Regions from separate parts of the Mus musculus genome. Here region 1 is linked to region 2. The links are chromatin contacts, called in public ChIA-PET maps. All regions are on one chromosome and are shown on one strand. Each heading gives the region's core, a stretch centred on a gene start, on an enhancer-like site or on the middle of the called end of the contact. The rest is flanking DNA. Distances are from core to core; before and after follow the strand shown.

Region 1 (4,904 bases), core at 914-3,413, 290 kb before region 2:
TCATGGTCACAGCTCCCTGCTTGTAGGTCTATCTGCTCGCGTTCCGGCTTCTTAGTGGGACTGCCTTCTAGTCAAGCAGAGTGAGGCTTCTAACTGACTGATTCTAGCATTCATTTATTTTTAAAAACTAAGTCTGAGAGTCTCCTCCCCCTGATGCTTGTTGAGACCATGGTGACTCCTCCAGGGACAGCAGACAAAGTCCAGCATGTGGCCTGCACCCCACAGCTGCTTCTCCCTCCGTTTTAATGATGGCAGAAGCGGCCCCAGCATGGGCAACCACAGGGTGAAACAGACTGGAATCCAACCCATCTGTGCCAGTAAGGGCCTACTCCTGCCCTGCAACAAGGTCCCAAGCTGCCCAGGCTCCAGGCCCCGGGCCAGTGCACAGCCCAGATCCTCTTTAGCACAAGCCGCTGGAGCTCAGCCCTCTGCAGAGAGAATGGCCTTGCTCAGACACATAGCCAGGTTCATTTTCTAGTAGCAGAATAGCTTTTATAGGATAACGCGTATGCAAAGCAAGAGTTCACCCCTTCACCAAGTTTAGGGACAGCACTGCACGGAACAAGACAGACAGCCCTTGCATCTGCTATGCCTTGCCACTACTTCAATGACCTCTAGTGACCCCAGTAATATCAGCACCTTCCAGCATAAAATAAAGGGCAGAGACTAAACAGTGTCCAAAAACCTTCTTGCTCCAGATTCTGAGCCTGTAATTGAAGCTCTGCTCTTTTGGGAGCCAACACAATGAGAACAGACTGACGATCTCTCAGACAACAGCAGACCTGGGACATCATCTTAAGAAGCTGGCAACGTTTATACTGTGCTGGGGGTTGGGGACTGTCATTGAGGGATGGAGTTCCTTCCAACCATCCTGGCTTCACGAGACCCAGGAATTTGTCAGTCTTTTGTAAAGTCATGGCTCTTGCTTGGAAGACCTTCTAAGAAAGACACATCTAGGCAATTCTTAAGGACCCAGCTCCATGTACCAACTACTGTATTTGGCAAAGAGGCTAACTGTTTAGAACCACAAGTTCTTCCTAGAATGAAGGAATGAGGCAGGGCACATTGTAGGGCTGAGGAAAGCTCTCTCACATGACTGCACGTGCTGTCAAGGTTACAGATAATAGACTTGGTCACTGCAAACATCCTATAAGCTATGGAGGTGTCGAGGATTCACAGCAAAGCCTCTTCAGGAAGCAGGGGCCAAGGTCTTCCCAAGCTTCTGGCAGACTCTACTCGGATGATGCACTCTTGAGAATACCTTCACACGAACTATCGACACTTTAAAACAATGCACAGTGAGGCCCTTTCTGAGTACAACCACTCCTTGTACGTCATTAGCTTTGAATGCTTGGGTACCATCATGTGCTTAACATAACGGATCCATACCACTTTCTATTACTGATCTTCTCCTTCATCCAAAAGATCAACAACAGAAACAACCTATATATTTGTAGCTTATTTCGTGTTGCAAGTGGATTATACACTTACAAATCACCCTAAAATGATATCAATGAAACCCCTTTTCAAACAGCTAAACTGCTATTTTCTTCTGTATTTTACAATCAACTTGTGAATGTCCACATCATAACAGCCATACACAATCCTTCCTCTTTGTTAGCTACTTAGCTGAATTAGACACACACTTCCAACCTTCATCAATAATTTGTCCTTTTGTAATTCTTTTTCAGGTTCCAGGCTCTTTGGGAGTGATGAAGCGAACATTAAAACAAACGCTGGCGCCCCAAAGGCTAAGTGTTCACTCCCTCCCCTCAAAAGAAATGCATGCCCTAAACTGGTTTCACCTGACATCCATCCATGGGGGTGGATGACCAAACAAGCAGAGAGAGTAAGACGCTCTGAGCTCCAGCACGGACAGCTATGGTGCACTGGGCAGGGCTCTCGGCCACAGGAACAGAGCCGTGTAAACCCTGGGTTCCCACAGCCCAGCCTGCACTCTGCCAGCAGGCACAGGAGGCCAGTCTGCTGCAAAGTGGGACAGAGGGCGCCTGAAATAGGAACTATACTTGGGTTTCTTTCTTTTTCAGAAAGGATATACTGTAAACATGAACGGTAACTTCCCAGGCAGCAGGTGGACAGGCAGGGCACCGCGCGCATGCGCGGGGGCTTTGCCAGGTGCAGACAGTCACAGTTGCCCCAGCTTTGCTCCTCCTCTCAATTCTAATTAAGGAGGAGGTGCAGCCTTCTAGGCAGTGCTCCCGGAAGTTGCTGGCTGGAGCACAGTCGATCTTCTCAGGCTGGTTAGCTAACATTGATTTTCTGCCCCAGTGGAAGAGATTTTACTCTGATGCATGTCATTTAAATTCATTTTACACAGCTGCTTAATGTGGCTTGGCAAGGCGCAGCAAACCAGCTTTGTGGGTCTAAACAGCACTCCTGAGTTGGGAAAGGACAGAGCCTGTGGCTCAGCAGCTGATGGCACATGTTTTTCTGCTCCTCTAGACTCATGAACTGACCCTGAAGGAACCATGTTAAAGTGCAAGAGAGGAAAAGCCAGGTTCCCAGGAATGCGTCTGTCTGTCTCACTTCATAGTTCTTTTACTTGGAGGATCACGCTCTGAGGATTCTTTGTTGCTTCGCATGGAGGACCATGTTTACAGAATTAACGACTTTCCAGGACAAAATGACCCTCTGCTCTTGCTGTCTGCAACGTGATGGGAAAGAAGACTGTGAGAAAGCTCGGCGTCAGGCCAGCCAGGGCCGAGGGCAGAGCTGGGTTTACTGTTCACAGGGCTGGGGAATGGTCCACTGTCCCTTACTACCAAGAACGGGGAATTTGGCGTGGGAGGATCCAATGAACATATATACAAACAATATTGTTAATATTATTGTTTAGTAACCCACCTAGTAACACATGCAGTTTATTAACCATACAGTTTCACAGCAGGGTACAGCAGCACTTTTGCTGTCTGTAATACTGCACTGACACCAAGACTAAAACACCACTGTGTAGGCAGAAAACTCTTGATTATTTTGTTGGATTCCCCTAGTCAAACATTCCAGGCCTCATTGGCTCCAAGGCAGGCTCAGAGAACAGTGAGGTCTCTCCTCTGCCCTGGGCAGCCCAGGCAGCAAGCCCAACTGCTACCGTGTCCAGGCTCCTGGGCAGGGGCTTTCAGGGTGGCAGCCCAGTACAGGTTCCTCTACAGAACATCAACACCAGATGGGCTTAGAGCAGAGAGGACTTCCTTGCTTCTGTGCAGTTAACAGTTTCTACTTTTCTTCTCAGGCATGAAGGAGCAGTCAGGTGAAGGACAGACACAGTCAGGACCTGGATGGAGGTATGCAGGCTTCCATCCCACTGCCATGGGATGGATATACAACAGATAGGAAGATGACCCTGTGACGTGGGTCTGCTGAGAGCTCTTCCAATGACAGCTTCAACGTAAATGCCCAGGTCTCCCAACAGCAAGCCCTGGGCATGCTGCTACTGCCCAGTCCTGGTCAGGCTCATTACCACAGGAGCCTGGCAGTTGCAACAGTTGAGGTACTGGGAAGAAAACATGGGGTGTGTGCCAGCCTCAGCCTGGCTGGGGTAAGCAGTGACCTAACATATGGTGTCCTAAAGTAAACACAAGAACAGGTTCTGTGGATTTGTTCGGAAGCACAGGTCTGAGTCCCTGACCATGCACTACTCCACACACAGTTGAGAAGGTCCCAGACAGGGATAAAGGACACTGCATTGGACCATATGGCTACCTGGGGTGGAGCTCTGCAAAACTCAACAGAGGTGGAGGAAAGGGTCAAAGAGAGAAAAGTAAGATGCTCATATTTATTCTCAACCTATCAATTCAGTATAGTTTTAACTGGAGGTGAATGAAATCAACATAAGCAGCCGCACCTGAACGGAGGAGAATGTGAGGTTAAGGTGTGGATTGGTCTGCTGATTAAACACAGAGAACAAATGTATGGCTATGTATTAACCCGTGAATTTCTATTATAAACGGACTCAGGAAGCATGGCAAGACTTTCATCAGGTGGGGCCCAGCCTTGCTGGCTCAGGTCATTACCCACTCCGTGCCATCAGAGGCCTTGTCAGATGCAATCACATACTTCCTACTTAACAGAAGGGAAGTAACTTGCTGTTATGAATTGCAACAATGGGCAGTTCATTTCAGCCATTCACATGGGAGCAGCTGTGCCAGACTCCAGCAGACTGTCTATTCAAACATTCCCTGTGGCCAGGCGGGGCTGGCTGTGGGCTGGACACTCAGGGTCAGGAGATCTGAAGTGAATGTAAAGGGCTAAGACAGAACAAGGAGGGAGTGACGGATCTCCATGTAATTCCTCCAAGGAAACATGCCAGTGTTCAGAACAGAGAATGGGACTGGGGGCTCTGCATTCCTGGAGCATCCGCTTCAGAGGAACTCTACACACACACATGTTCACAGACATCCACAGATTCACAGACACCTAAACATGCATGTTCACAGACATCCACAGATTCACAGACATGTAAACACACACATGTTCACAGACATCCACAGATTCACAGACATGTAAACATGCATGTTCACAGACATCCACAGATTCACAGACATGTAAACACATGCATGTTCACAGACATCCACAGATTCACAGACATGTAAACACATGCATGTTCACAGACATCCACAGATTCACAGACATCCACAGATTCACAGACATGTAAACACACGCATGTTCACAGACATCCACAGATTCACAGACACCTAAACATGCATGTTCACAGACATCCACAGATTCACAGACATGTAAACATGCATGTTCACAGACATCCACAGATTCACAGACATGTAAACACATGCATGTTCACAGACATCCACAGATTCACAGACATCCACAGATTCACAGACATGTAAACACATGCATGTTCACAGACATCCACAGATATACACCTAAAC
Region 2 (4,963 bases), core at 215-2,714:
GACACTTTTTTAAACCCATGGAAGGCTCAGCTGTTGACTCACTGTGACCTGTGACATTTCTCTCTGCGCCTGGCCGGCTGCTCTCCCTCAGGTGTGTGTACATCTTCCCCTGGGAGGACCGACCACTCTGCATGCAGCCACTCTGACCTTAATTACATAGCCACCTTGCTACTTCACCCAGCACAGGGAGCAATCCCTCCTTCCTCCTGCATGCCAACTGCCAGCACCCCACCTCTGTTCACCTCATTCTGGAGGTGTGCCCCTGCTCCCAATCCACAGCGACACACAGAGGCTGGGCACACGTGAGCCCAGCGACCTGGAGACCAGGGCCCCACTGCTCTGAAAGCAGATGTCGTCACAACCACTTTTCTCAGTTTGTAAAAATGATCCCCCCACTCCCTCCCCAGTAGAAAGAAGCAAGTTCTCCTCAGGTCAGAAGGGCAGCTTTTCCTCTCCTTGGTCTACCAGGCCCACAGAGGAGTGAGCCCTTCTGAACCCACTGGGACAGCCAGGCTCTGACCCATGCCATAAAGCAGAGTGTTCATAGGAAGGGCTCTGCCTGAGAGCCACACAAGGCCACTTACAAGCGCCACACCGCCCAGACCCCCGCCTTCCGCCAAGAACTCATTCGAGTGCCACTTCAGATCTATTAATCGCACAATGAGAACTGTGCCTTCTGAATGCTCTACCATGCCAAGCCCATCAAGTACCTCAGCTGCCACCCGTGCAGAGCCGTGACTCCACAGACACTGACTAAGAAGACAGAGAGACACGCTTTCAAACTACTCTTACCTAATAAAAACCCACGGCTCATTAATTGCATTCATCAATATAAAACTCTCCAGTGAGGAAAACCATACGAGCTCACTTCAGACGTGTACAGCACACCTCCCCGAGGTCCAAAACCGTGTATCTTTGAAAGGCTTGCCTGTATGAAATACACATAACCCATATGGTCCACTGTATGAAAGGCATTTTGTTTTAACAACAACAAAAAACAAAACAAAGACAAAAGACAAAAGAAAAGCATTTTGTTTTCAAATATCTATAGGGAAGGAAAAAAAACAAAAAACAAAAATTCAGCAATTATTTCAAAGCCCAGACACAGGCACTTGCCTGTGTGATCCCAGCACTCAGGAAACAGTGGAAAGCCAGTGGATTCTAGACTAGCCAGTCTGTACTGCATGGTGAGATTGTTGTCTCAAATAAATGAATAATAAATAAACAAACAAATGAGAGAGGGCAGGGGAAAGGAAGGGGGGAGAAAAAAGGCAAAAAAAAAAAAAAACCCCACAAAACAACAACAACAACAAAACCTTAATTTGGAAAGGCTATTCAGCATGGATTAGAGATGCCCACAACGGAAAGGGTCCTTTCCACAGGGACACTGAGTGTCTGCATAACACTTCTGCCAGTGCCCACACCGCAGGACCTGGAGAGTCTTCCGTACCAGCGCACCAGCACACGCCTGAGTTATCTGTCCATGCTCCATGTGAGTCCAATCTCCTTGCATTACCTCTGCCCAGGTCAGGGATGAATAGCTGTCAAATTCCCACTGGAATAAAGAAAGCCGCTTTCTTCCTGAGGCGGCAGTTTCAATTCACAGAACACATGGCTAATCTACATATGTGAAGGTCGCGGCACTTCAGTGTGAGGTTAAGAACGGAGGCTCACGTAAGGGGCTGTCTTAAACGTCTTGGCAGGATGCCCAACAAGTAAAATTGTTGAGAAGCGACAGTCAGCCTCTGAAGCAGCCAGGGGAAAATATTTTGGTCACGTGGTGCAGCGCACACTACCTAGAGTGTTTCACATGAACCTTTGACAGTCCTAAAAATGATCACATGTTGGAAACAAATGAAGCTTAGGGCATTGCTGAGTCAGTCACCTGACGTTGGAGTGCACTCTTCATCCAACACCCTTCTATACAGACTTGCTAGACACACAGACAGTCAACGCGCTGACTTCTAGCCGCTCGAATATCTTAACAGCTGAGGACAAACTCTTTGCATCAGTTTTTCAATGAACCATAAAAACCCTCACAAGAGCATGTAGGCTAAAAAGCCATCCTCCTACAAGCTGTCCAAGCACACACATGCTAATAATATTCCTCCTCTGATGCCTCCTTTCTTCTCTTCCTTCAGGAGCTCTATGGCCATATGGGAAATCGCAGGGACTTCACAAGACACACAACTCCTACAGGATCAAAGTCAATACTGCTGTCTGGAGGTGCTCACGGGCCAGGAGCTCCTCACAGAGGAGGGACAGCCTGGCCTCACACTGTGCCCACCAGGTGAAAGGACAGACTGATGGAAGCCCAAGGGCTGTGGACAACTCCCCTCCTGCACTAGGCAAACCCCCACCCCACCCCTTCTGTCTTCTGGATCAGCCAACAGAATCAGAATCTGAGGTCTGGTTCTGCGAGGTTAGGGACCATTTCCAAAGCCAGCAAACTCGTAGGCAGTACAACTACGATTTTAACCTGCCTAATTCATGGCGAAAATTCATTAGAAGCAAAAGATCCAATTTGGAAGTTGTCTACCAAGATTCTTTCTCAACACAACATTTAGAGCTCAGAGTCACTCAATCAACCCTCAACAAACCCAACAAACTATGCAAATTAATGAATTGCCAAGAGTTACTTCCTCAGTAATCAAAGAGCAGCCCTCTATGATAAACAACACACAATTTAACAACCTACAAATATTCTCTGCATATCTATTTGCCTTGCCATCCTACCCCAGTAGCAGCCTTGAAAACTATGGCCCACATTTTACAACTGTTCAATAACTCAGTTTTCCTTTACTTGGCAAAGGAAGAAATATCAGAAAAAAATCTGAGGTGATTTAGATTAGAAATAAGCTTCAAATATTAACCTATTTGTTCTGAAGGAAAAAAACTGATAGACTGTTAAATTAACGACAAGAGAAAGAAACCAAATTCAGTTACGGTCTTTGTTGATGAGAAAACACTGTATTTTGTCACTCTATTAAAAGGTCCCTTTCGTTGACCATGGTACCTAATCAAGTCCACACAAAAAACCCCATAGAAGCCTGGCGTGGTGATGCACACCTTTAATCCCAGCACTCGGGAGACAGAGGCAGGTAGATTTCTGAGTTCGAGGCCAGCCTGGTCTACAGAGTGAGTTCCAGGACAGCCAGGGCTACACAGAGAAACCCTGTCTTTCCCATTCCTTGAACCAGGAAGCACAGACTGAAATGACTTGCCTGGAGTCACACAGACAATAAACATCCCATCCCCAGTGTCCTGCTCTTAACTGGCTCTTGCCCTTGTCTTCAAAGTCTCAGCTGACAGCCAGGAGCGTTCTTGCCCCCTGCCTGCTCTCTCTCTCTCTCTCTCTCACTCACTCACACACTCTCTCACTCACACACACACACACACACACATCTCTCTCTCTGTCACTCACACATACACACACACATATCTCTCTCTCTCTCTCTCTCTCTCTCACACACACACACACACACAAGCATAGAGCAGATCCCTCCCTCAAGCTGAGTGGCTGGCCTCTCACCTTCCCCCAGGGTATCAAGTCCAGAGCAGCTTTCCTTCCTGTTACCCTGAAACCCTGGTTCAGGCTGTCAGTGAGGTGAGGGTAAATGACCAAGTGACCAGATCGAAGGGCACTGCTGAACTTCACTGTTTGTTCCTGAGGGGCCTTACTTTGTAACTTGGGTTGTCCTGGAACTCAATTAGGTAGCTGAGACACATTGAACACATTAGCAGTTGGCATCGTAGGTGCGGGGGTATGCCCAGCTAGCAAGCCATTTCTTAGGAGAATGCATCATACAAATGACAATCAAGACCTGAGAATCCCTTTCTCGTCATCACCATCATATCCAAGATTAGCTCTCAGGTTCCTAAAAGGGTGAGCCCTGACTGAACTGAGACCTGAGAGGGAGCAGCAGGAATCAGGACAGGGTCACTGTAGACACACTACCAACCACCTTTTAAAGGTCTCCTCGGGCAGGACACTCTGCTCCCCAGTACTGTTTGGGGGTACCATACAATGTACTGGGGTGCACTGGGCATCCCCATATTCTATCTCTGGCTCTTGGCTTTGCCCCACCTGGAGCTCCCCCAGTTAGCTTCCACGGCCGTGGTCTTTTGCACAAGAACAGAGAAGCAGTCCAGCCATTCATTCACTTTCATTTCTCCTCTGCAAAGCCCTAGGAGTTTCTAATCCTTCCCCAGGGAAAATCATGGAGCCCGAGCTTTACTGACTCTGTGTGTAAGGCACCAAACAGCACTTAGCACTCATTGGAAAGAAAACTGAGCTTTGGCTGTTCTAGCTTTCTAACTCTCAGCATCAAAACAAAAGGACGGGGGCTGGAGAAATGGCTCAGCGATCAAGAGTGCAAACGCAATGCACTTAATCAAGAGGAACCTGGGTTCAGAGTTGGCACAGACAGGCAACTCACAGTATAAACAGACAGTGTAAGAAAGAGCTGTGTCCCAAGCAAAGGACTGGCAGTACCATGACATGCACTCACGAGGACCTCCCACATCACCAGACATCCCCATCGGGACACCCATGCACTCAGTGTGCTTTGAGTATCTGCACAGCTCTCTGCTTCCACTCAAGCCTGAGAGCTGAAGAGGCAAGGCCATGGTGGACAGCTACTTGGGGCCGACAAAGCAACAATGAAGTGTGGAGCTGGACAGGGATAAATACCACCTAACTGATGGGGCAGCCTCGTCCTCGACCGTACCCTGAAGCAAGGCAGAGAACGCTCACTCGGGAAAGCAGGGAGGCAGAGTTAAGGGCATACACCCTGGGGTCTGTCAGAAAGGCTACACTGAACTGAAGGCCTTCAGCAACCAGCCTGCCAGCAACATTCCCAAAAACGGAAAAGCAAATTCCTTTCAGGATAGAGAAAACAAGTACCCACGCCTGACAACTAGGACCCCTAGCCACGGCCCTGCTGGACCCCTAGCCATGGCC

The links. ChIA-PET counts read pairs in DNA pulled down with a chosen protein or histone mark.
Region 1: an RNA polymerase II ChIA-PET map of memory CD8 T cells shows a contact between it and region 2, with 6 read pairs. The contact joins two enhancer-like sites. A contact is called at or near these places in 1 of 484 Hi-C or Micro-C datasets (cerebellar granule neurons), 5 of 115 datasets of contacts at active chromatin or transcription factors (bone marrow-derived macrophages, double positive thymocytes, embryonic midbrain and 2 more) and 1 of 9 other capture datasets (embryonic stem cells).

Annotation. Positions count from the first base shown.
Region 1 is chr17:5,293,085-5,297,988 of GRCm38.p6, reverse strand. The region is part of intron 8 of Arid1b (AT rich interactive domain 1B (SWI-like)); the gene reads right to left. Among named protein-coding and RNA genes, the nearest start is that of Gm34854, 71 kb to the right of the region's middle. Within about 2 kb of position 2,163, at least 181 of the 459 cell types and tissues checked have an H3K27ac peak or open chromatin away from gene starts, as enhancers often do. A contact at or near this core is called in memory CD8 T cells, where this site is marked.
Region 2 is chr17:5,004,107-5,009,069 of GRCm38.p6, reverse strand. The region is part of intron 1 of Arid1b (AT rich interactive domain 1B (SWI-like)); the gene reads right to left. Among named protein-coding and RNA genes, the nearest start is that of Arid1b, 12 kb to the right of the region's middle. Within about 2 kb of position 1,464, at least 93 of the 459 cell types and tissues checked have an H3K27ac peak or open chromatin away from gene starts, as enhancers often do. A contact at or near this core is called in memory CD8 T cells, where this site is marked.